3 separate regions of the Gossypium arboreum genome follow, and all the other regions are linked to region 2. Evidence: chromatin contacts called from public Hi-C data. All regions are on one chromosome and are shown on one strand. Each heading gives the region's core, a stretch centred on a gene start, on an enhancer-like site or on the middle of the called end of the contact. The rest is flanking DNA. Distances are from core to core; before and after follow the strand shown.

What was found. Hi-C and Micro-C count contacts between places; a contact is called where the count stands out from the background.
Region 1: a Hi-C map of leaf shows a contact between it and region 2, with 4 times the contacts expected there. The contact joins the promoter of LOC108460731 here to the promoter of LOC108458839 in region 2. A contact is called at or near these places in 2 of 5 Hi-C or Micro-C datasets (both in leaf).
Region 3: a Hi-C map of leaf shows a contact between it and region 2, with 5 times the contacts expected there. The contact joins the promoter of LOC108458215 here to the promoter of LOC108458839 in region 2. A contact is called at or near these places in 2 of 5 Hi-C or Micro-C datasets (both in leaf).

Annotation. Positions count from the first base shown.
Region 1 is chr4:113,954,240-113,957,516 of ASM2569848v2, forward strand. It overlaps LOC108460731 (E3 ubiquitin-protein ligase At3g02290-like), which reads right to left and starts at 1,890. Exons shown (of 6, transcript XM_053026517.1): 1 at 1,658-1,890; 2 at 1,519-1,562; 3 at 509-634; 4 at 1-95. The coding sequence starts at 628.
Region 2 is chr4:114,195,274-114,198,399 of ASM2569848v2, forward strand. It overlaps LOC108458839 (protein DMP7-like), which reads left to right and starts at 1,272. Exons shown (of 1, transcript XM_017758234.1): 1 at 1,272-1,940. The coding sequence starts at 1,272. The coding sequence ends at 1,940.
Region 3 is chr4:114,353,241-114,356,750 of ASM2569848v2, forward strand. LOC108458215 reads right to left here and starts at 1,308. Exons shown (of 2, transcript XM_017757520.2): 1 at 862-1,308; 2 at 110-571. The coding sequence starts at 1,111. The coding sequence ends at 369. LOC108458471 (probable protein phosphatase 2C 58) reads right to left here. Exons shown (of 6, transcript XM_017757886.2): 3 at 3,383-3,510; 4 at 2,981-3,257; 5 at 2,726-2,880; 6 at 2,322-2,637. The coding sequence ends at 2,500.

The sequences.
Region 1 (3,277 bases), core at 640-3,139, 240 kb before region 2:
TCTGATATTGCAGTAACAGTTGTTGTTGATGACAGAGAAGCTCCTTGGATCTGGGATGCAGGTCGCCCATCCAATCTGTGAAACAGAGCACCATACTGCAGATCAAAGAAGAAATGGAAAATTACGAAAGTGTTTAATGTTCATTAAACTAAACCTAGGTATAAAATGGGTTATATGACATTGTGAAAGCAACTCAACTAATGTACTTACCTTTCAAGAGAAACACAGTATGCAGACAATCTTTATAAGGCTAATTTAAGTACTTAACATATAAAGAACTTCTGAATTTCAGAGATCCTCTCAAGGAGTATTAATAAGGTTTCTAGATTTCATTCTTAAAAAAAGATCAATTTCATGCAAATTGAGGTTCAGAGAAATTAACAAAATGACATCAATCTGCTTTATAACATACCTTCAGTATTAACAAATTTAATTGCATGTATTAGCAGCATAAAAATGAAAATAGGTTGCTTTTGTGCAGATAACCACAAGATAAGAAGAGACATACCCCAGTGAATAGCTGATAGAAGAAGAACCTTAGGCAGATGCAGTGCCTATATATTGAATTGCTAGGATAAGCATATTCTTCACAGTCATCACCACATGAACAGCAGCAAAAAGCACCCATTTCTGCCTAGAATGTATATATTTCCGATTACACAATTCTGAAAAAGCTTTCAGAGCTTGCAGAAAAGGTCATAAAAGAATTGTTCACCTTCCTTCCAAATACAAGACAATTCCTATGGGATTAGGGGGCAAAAAGGGAAAAAAAATATTATAACATGAGTCAGGAAAACAACTTTTTGAAATGAACAACAGATTCAGCCTGCTCAAGGGAGAAATAAGAACCTCACTAAACCTTTCGTCACAAAAGAAGCTCAGTTCATCAGTTTTATGACTGTCTCAATTTCAACTCTTTGGACAAAAGTAATCTGATATATAGACAAGAAGAAAAAAAATTTAGGATAATGCTAAACAGCAAGAGAACAACAAGTCACCTTCTTCATTAGGAGCTTGATGAATGATATACAATTTGGGTTTTTCATGATAAACAGAATCCTAAAACTACTCCATTTTGTTTTACCATAACCATAAAGTTCCTTTCCAACAATGAGTTAACTTACAATATTGCAAATAAATTCACAAGTTAAAACAAACACATTGAACATTCTTTGTCCTTCAGAATGGTGATAAATAAAACAACTCAAATAATCAGCACTGACCGTTCTTCATTACAGACATAAAATCCCACAACGGAATTACAATCTCCTACACTAAAAAAGCACTTTCAAGAAATTTGTTAAGTTCAGAGTCGATAACCATACTTATAAACAAGAGAAACAGGCAATCAGCTATCTTATTTTAGACTCTAATAAGTTGCAAAGTAAAGCTATTTCAGCGCAAAGACAGAAACTTTAACAAAAAAAAGAAAAGAAAAGAACATCAATCTGTTTCTCATCGCATTAACAAAAAAAAAAAAACATCAAACAAAAATTAAAGTAATGAAACAATAGTTACCCATCATCGACTATAAGACCACCATTTTCACGACCGTAAGTTTTCTTAGAAAAAAAAAAGAATCAGGAAAGTTAGGGTTCCTGTAAAAGAAACAAAGAAAGAGAAAAAGGGAGAAATAGATAAGGGGGGACGTTCCTACTTCTATATTGAAGCAGACGAAAATAGATCCCAAGAGTAAGACAATCTAAGGAGCGGCCTGGGCGGAAGACAAAGATTAAATTTTTAATCTTTTTTCCTGATAATTTAGGGGGAAAAAATAGGCAAAAACCGCGTGGACGGAAAAGAGGTGCTTTGATTGCAGTAGGTAACTAGAAAGAAACGGATTTGGTAAAGGGGTAGAGAATGGAGTGGACCAGCTTATCATTAGGATAATAATGTTAAATCTGTCCAACTGACTCATTGTTTTGCTTTCCATCTTGAATTTGTTAATTGCCGACAGCTTCCTGTTGATTGAAATTTATGCTTTAACTCATTGTTGTATTAACTATAATATAAATTAACATAATAAAATGGGTTAATTCAGCACAAGTCTTCAATGTATTAATTGTGCGTTAAAAGACTTAGGGTGGATTTGGGACGGTGGTGCGGTGCGGTGCGATGCAGTGTGTTTAGTTTACTTTTTGTTTCATGTTACAATATCGTTACAGTATCTAATCTTACCGTCACTGCTATTTTTATTCTAACTGCAGATAAACGCACTGTCCATCTAAACTTACCTTTAAAATAAAATATTTTAAAGTTTTGAGAAATAAAAATTTCAGTCGAATGTCTTCCAAAATTGGTATAATTTTGCATTATGACCTACAATACCACTAACTAGTTGATGTTAATTCATATTTTGTATAATTGTCGCTTCCACATCGGAGTTGGATGTAGTGATCAATAACTTACTTGATCTTGCCAGGAAAACAAATAAGATTCTTAGAATCTCGATTCATCAATTATTTTAACAATGTATCGTGTTGTTAGTAATTTTTTACTTAATCAAGTTTCGAAATTCACCTCAAATATTTGGTAGCCAATTAAAATTAATTTATCCCTTAAAAAATTTTATTAGATTATAAAAAATAGTATTTACTTTAGAAGTTGAACTGTAAAATTTGAGGGATTATTTTGAAGAGTACTTAAGTTGAAGATTATATTGGAGGGTTTGATTGGATTAAAACTTTGACTATTTGGGAGGGTAGTTCCAACTTCCAAGGGAGAGCAGTTATTTTTATTTTTTACGAGTCGATTTTAACGATGTAAAAAGGTGTGTGTAATTTTGAGGCTGCAATTATCCTTGGAATGAGTTTATATAATGGATTTATTCTCACCATAGAGGTAGATTGTTGAACTAAGCTGTGTAATTAATCTTGTGTGATTTGTACTTTTTTATTATTTTGGTTATTTTATTCAATTCTCACCATTTATTGTTATAAATATTGTAGAGGTAGCAGAGTTTTGTCTAGTATCTTTAATTTTTTTGTCTATTATGGGTGAGTAAAATTTAATTCGATTTAAAAAAATCGAAAAAAGTTTTAAATTTCAAGTTGATTGAATCGAATTATTTGAATTATTCGAGTCAACTTGAATAACTCGATTCAAATTTTGAGTTCGAATTGAGTTAAATTTCACAATTTAAATAAAAATAATTCGAATAACAAATTGGTGTAAATACCTTTTTAGATATTGTCAACTTTAAAAATAAGTAAATTAGTCACTCTCTTAACAAAAATTTTAAAATATTTATAAAATTCCAAAATTTATATTTTTAAAA
Region 2 (3,126 bases), core at 22-2,521:
CTGTGGGATGGAATGATGCTACTTAAAAAAGAGAAGCTACTTAAAGAAGAGAAGCACCAAAGAAGTCAAGATTCGGCAAGACCAGGCAAAATTGACCCTTTTTAAAGTCTTTGCTCCATTCTCGTTATACGACAATGAGTAAAGAGAAACAGCTGTAATAGGCCAATTTTGGCCCGAGCCCCAATTATAAAAATGAAACAAGATTTAAACCAAAATAAATAAAGTCCCAGTCTAATTACATATCAAGCCCAAAAACACTACGCAATTACAACCCAAATGCAAGAAAACCCTAGTGGCCCAAATGGCCCAAAAACTAAACTCAGTTTCAGTAAAAAACTAAAACCCTAGCCGCATGCCACGTTGACGCTCCTCTGCGCATGCCTTCGCCACTGCCGCCATCAGCCACTCCGCGGTCACTTGTAAAAAAGAAGCAGAACGCAACAAACACGCAAAGCAAAGAAGACAACGAAGAAAAAAAACAAAATATTTGTAATGGACAGTTTGTATTTTGGCTATAAAAAAGGCCACATTTCCTACTTGTATTTTTTTACGAACACACATCAGAGTAATAAAAAAACCTTAAAGGTGATTTGCTTGATTTTTTTTCTTTGTTCAGTATCTATTTTTTTTTTTTAAAAATAAAATAAAAAATAAAAAGAAGAACATAATATAGAACAAGAATTTTTTTCGAAAAGATATTAGGAAAATATAAATTTTGAGTGTAATAGTAAAATATATTATATTTTTAAAGGAAAATATAAGTTCAAACAGTACTATTAGGAGCAACAACCATAAACTTTAAAAATAAAATATAAAATAAAATAAAAACCCATACCATACATTTTAAAAAAAGTTATACAGAGATTTTAAATCTATAGGAAATGTGAGATGAGAACTTTAATTTTAATTTTTGTGATAAATTTTTGTTTTTTTTGCCAACAACACAGTACAATACAATTAAAATAAAATAAAATATTAATAATAAAACAAAAAAAAAAGGGGGGGATGAAACAGGATGGGAGCCAAATTTGTGAAACTGAGCATCTTTTAATTATCAATTATGGTTTGTAAGTCGTAACCTCCTCTCTCTTATAACAATAAATCCACACCAAATTTACTCATCTTTTGTTAACAGCTTCCATGCACTTAGTTTCACGTCGGTTTTCATTTCCCTACAAATGCTTATTTCTTTCCCTGCCAATAAGCCATTCATCTCATACAACTTTTCTTTTCAAAGAAAGCTTTAAGAAAAGAACAAGAAAATCTGTGTGATGGACACGAAAGCTGTAGAACACAGGCAACCCCTCCTGAAGAATGTGGAAAAGACGGCCCAAGAAGAGTCACGAACCACTTCGGAATTTCCTTTATTAACTGCAATAGTAAAGCAACCAAAGACCAAGAAACAAAAAATCGTGAGAAAAGCCTTCAAAGGCACCGCCGTTTTGTCCAAGCTTCTGCCTACAGGCTCAGCCCTTACTTTCCAAATACTGTCCCCAGTTTTAACGAACCAAGGCCAATGCAAAACCCAGGTTTGCCAAAACTTGATGCTAGGCCTTGTGGCGTTTTGTGCCAGCTTGTGTTTCTTCCTTTCTTTCACGGATAGTGTTCGAGATGAAAGAGGCAAGGTCCGGTACGGGGTGGCTACGTTTAGAGGGTTATGGGTAATGGATGGCCCTGTTGAATTGTCAATAAAGGAGGAAAACAAGTATAAGGTCAAGTTGATTGATTTTTTCCATGCTTTGGTATCCATAATGATTTTTATGGCGCTTGTTCTGTTCGATCAAAATGTTGTCAACTGCTTTGGTCTGAAGCCATCAGGGGACAGCAATGAGCTGCTGCTGATGTTATTGCCTGCAAGTATTGGAGCCATAGGCTGCCTTTTGTTTGTTTCATTCCCTAGCAAACGCCATGGAATTGGCTGCCCTCTCTCCAAAAATTAGTCCATCTTCCCAATTTAATCTAGAATGCACATGAGAAATCTTTTATTTTCACAAAAATGAAAGTAATCTTTTAATGTTTCCAAACGTATCATCAACATACCGTCCAAGTCTATGTTAAGCCTAGTAAATTCATTGTAAAATCGACTATTTAAAAATTAAATTTGTGAATCCCAATCCGAATAAGATTCAATAGCTTATATGTCGTGCAGGTTATATTCGAGTCAAAATCCAGTTAAAATTAAATTGAACTTTAAAATCTTTAACTTATTATTTTTATTATTATTATCAAATGCTACTTAAATTTAAAGAAAATTGTGAAGGATGTAAGAAAACAAAATCAACCTTATTATCTTGATAAATCAAAATTTTTATAAGATGAAATGTTAAAAAATCAGCAATCCTGACTCAATTAAACTACCTAACTATCAATTAATGAATCATGATTGGCACATATTATTTTAAATTGATGTTACATAATGGACGTGAATAGAACAAAATTTTAAGACCCTAAATTCGGCCCAATTACATGGCAAAGGCCAATCCAATGTTCTAGCCCTTCACTCATCGTAAGCCTCAATTAAATGTCCATGATTTAGCCCAAATAAAGCCATTTAAGCACATAGTAGTTGAGTCATGTCTATCTCCAATGTCCTTTATTGCCTTTGCTGCTCACATCAGGATTCTCATTTCTAGAGTCAGTATTCTGGTAGGAGGAATCAAGCAAGAATGGGACACTTTCCATCAATAATAATAGCCTTATTGCCGCCCCATAATTTCCATTCTCCCTTCCAACCTCAACAGTTAGGTCGGATAAGATTTCTTGATTACTATAAATGTAACATTACAATGTTTTTATATAAGAAAAGTACTAATTAAAATCTTAAAAAATTATGCACTTTACTAAGAATGTAATCATAAATTTTGAAATTGTTCTTTTAAATAAAATATAATTCTTTTAACTAATTTGAATATTTTTCGGTGATATTTATTATTAAGAAAAATAATTTATTATTAACAAATAAGCAATTATTCTATTTATCTTTGAATAATATTAATTTAATTATTTTAATATAAATCAATTTATCTCATTAATATATGATTAAATTGTGAATAAAATTTAAATATTTCGTATGCATTTGAATTAGAATATTATTAAATTTTAATTTGATAGTATTTGAAATGAATT
Region 3 (3,510 bases), core at 58-2,557, 160 kb after region 2:
CCTTGAAATTGGATGGGAAAATGTTTCATAAGTGTTCTAAAGTTATAACCTGAACTTATTTAGCATTCATCCCGACAAACCAATAATATCACCAATGAGAAAATCAAAGTGAACAACAGCTTTCTTATTGCATTTAACTTTTTCAACTTTAAGCTGATGATAGTCATAACATAAACAAGAAGCAAAAGAGAATTAAACTCGATTTCACAATGAAATATGTCCAATACTAATAAGTACTACCGCAATCTCAAAGGACTGATCATGACACAAAACCAAGCCAAGAATCAAGCCCAATGGTTACTTTTTAAAAAGTATTAACTTCCTAGAAATATATATATTCAATCATTCACTCACAATAAACAAAGGCCCTAATTCATGCCCTGGTCAGGAACAGTAACAAGCTCATATTCAACTAAAGAAAGATTATTATCTTCTTTAACTGCGAATTTAGCAGGTTCGGTTACCTCGATCCGTCCCCATTTGTCAACTGCTAACCTCATTGTTGTTCGCTTGAACATAACAATCTTAGCATTACGTAAAATCACGGTTGCACCTTTTGTCATAAGATCAACTGCATCACCAACATCAAAATCATGATATTACATAGGTACTTGTTTAATTCAATTAAGTCTTGCAGTCAGAATTCTTTCCTTCCAAATACTACTCTGTTCTAGACTACTAAAATAGTCCCCAAAATAGAAATAGAAAAGACAAAATGTCTATACAAGTACAACCAACTTGGTTTATTATGAAATATAGGCTGACCCAATAAAACGCTGAGCAAATAAAATCGATCTAAATACAGAGGCTATAAATTTCTATGAAACTAGTGTATACATATAGATAGAGAAAAATAAATACCTTGTTCGTTGCGTGCGGTGAAGATGATGGTGCCAGTCTCGTCCCCAACGACGCACTCAGCGATCCGGGCCGGAGGTACAGGTCCAGAAAGGAGAGCACGGGACCTGTTGGGCCTGGCGGAAGTCTTGACTGGGGTCATCTCCACCACTTTGACGATCAAAGTGTGCCCGCTCGTACCGGGCTTCAAATCCTCCACTTTCACGAACACCGGCTTTCTCTTCGCGTTCGCCTGTCCCGTCGCAGTCGCCATTCCTCAAATCCAAGATTTGGCTTTGTCTAAAACCCTATCCCCCAAACCGCAAATGCAAACCCTAGGAATATCTCTAACGGTTTTTATGGGAGGGCAGAATGGGCATAAACAATTAGAGAAGATTTAGGGTTTCTAAGAAATTTGGGAATTTGGGTGACCCGTGTATATCTTTCGTTTCGAATGGAGGATCATTAATATATATACGGTGGTGGGAGGTTTATTTGAATTTTACACGTGTTTGAATTGTATTGGTGCTTAAGGTCAACGATGCCGGGAAGACCGAGACTTTTCCCCTTCTCCAAGGGGTTTCAGTCATTACTGTACCCAAGTAACTACTTACTCGTTAAGTTAGTTTTTCCTTTTATTTTTTTTATAATTAATAAATACTTACCCAAGTAACTACTTACTCGTTAAGTTAGTTTTTCCTTTTATTTTTTATAATTAATAAATACTTTTATTCCTTGAGAATTTAAATTATTAATTTCAAAATAAGAAATTGAAAACAATGTTAACGTGAATTTTCTTTTAAAATTTTGAAAGCTTATATATATTTTTAAAAAACTTTAACTATATTAATTTATAACGAGAGAAATTAATTCATCAAAATAAATACATTTTTAAAAATAAAATGCTATACATGAATAATAAATTTATCCATTTTATAAATTAATTGTGTGTTACTTACATTTTAATACTCTCAATTCATATCTTCTTATATTGATAATAATATCGAAAACAATTAAACTAATAATAAATCGTGTATTTATATTTATACTTTGAATGGATTGTACTCAGTAAAACTTGCTAGCAATTTATTGATTTTCTTTTTCCTTTTTGGATGATAAGCACAACATATTCTACAAGTATATTCTTAATATTCATGGAAATTTAACTTCTTGAAAGGCAGAGGATATGAAGGAAAGAATCATCCATCAATCCTTTCATTGTCTTACACACACTCACACTCGCACTCACACACAACAAACAACATCAACATGCATCATCATCACCATCACCATAAGAGTGTACTTTTTTCTTTTTTCCCTTTTCCTTTTATTTGTAACAATCTTTATTAAAGGAAGAAACCATTCAAAATCGTCACCCTTCACATGTCATCATGATGCTTCAGTTATGTATGGAAGCCTTGAAGGCATGGACGGTCCTATCCTTGATAACATTGAAACTCAACAACATATCATCAACGATGACGTTACAGACAATTCAAGTAGTCATTTTTATAAAGCTGGGTCAACTTTTTACATACAAACAGTTTTATGGTAGCCTGCAACAATCACTATAGCTATAAAGAGGATAAAAAACGTGGCATGGTATACACATATTTAGCTATTCATTTTCTCATTAATTCGGTACTCATCGGAAGAAATATATCACCGGAACCTTACAACGATGCAAGATATGTCATCTTTGCTCTTCTTAGAAACTGCTGCCTCAATCAAGTGCTTTGCTGCTGATTGAGCATCCTTGATGTTTTTTATGGCGTCCACTGCTTCTTGGTTTGACATAACCTGCAACGAGATCCGCTAAACATGAGAAACTTTGAATCTCGATTGAATTAATATTTGCATGAGAAACTAGAATTGCAAAAGTAATAACCTTCCATATCCCATCACTGGCCAGAATAAGGAACTCTGTGTCATCATCAATAGTCACCACTTTCACGTCGGGGTCGGAGCTAAGGTGTAACTTTAAACTCTTATCGCCAAACGCCCTTGCTATAGCCAGCTGCCCGTCAACCCGTGGAACATCCCCTGTGAGGATCAGATAATATATGTCAGTTCCAATTTCCAGATACCAGATACCAGATAATGGAGTTGCAGAATTGCTAGTATTTGTTCTAGTTAGTATTACCTGGAAGGTTTGATACAAAGCCACCGCGGCTCTCAATCAATCTCTTCTCTGTGCTTGGTTCGTGATCAACGGATAGTTGTTCTGCCACACCGTTCTTGCACATAACTGCCCGAGAATCTCCTACATTCCCCACTACCAGTTTCTGACTGTTGATAAGTATGGCCGTCACGGCCGTTGAGCCTCCTCTGCCTAGAACCTTTGCTTTATCCAGTATTTCAGCATCAGTGGAGCGATAAGCTCTTCTTATTGCATCCTCCATGTTGGTCCAAAAATCATGCTGCATACAAATGTTTCATAAGAGATCCTGTAAGTGTGTGCATATATATATATATATATATATATATATATATATATATAAGGGAAGTGACAGAATCATATGTTGATTCTTACACTAAACTCTACCTGTTTCAAGATGTTATCAAACAGATGACTCTGCAAGTACTTTGCAACATCATGGCCCAAATGTCCATCAAAGATTGCAAATAAACCTAACTCACTATCGTCTTTTTTCTTGAACTCAGAAACAACAT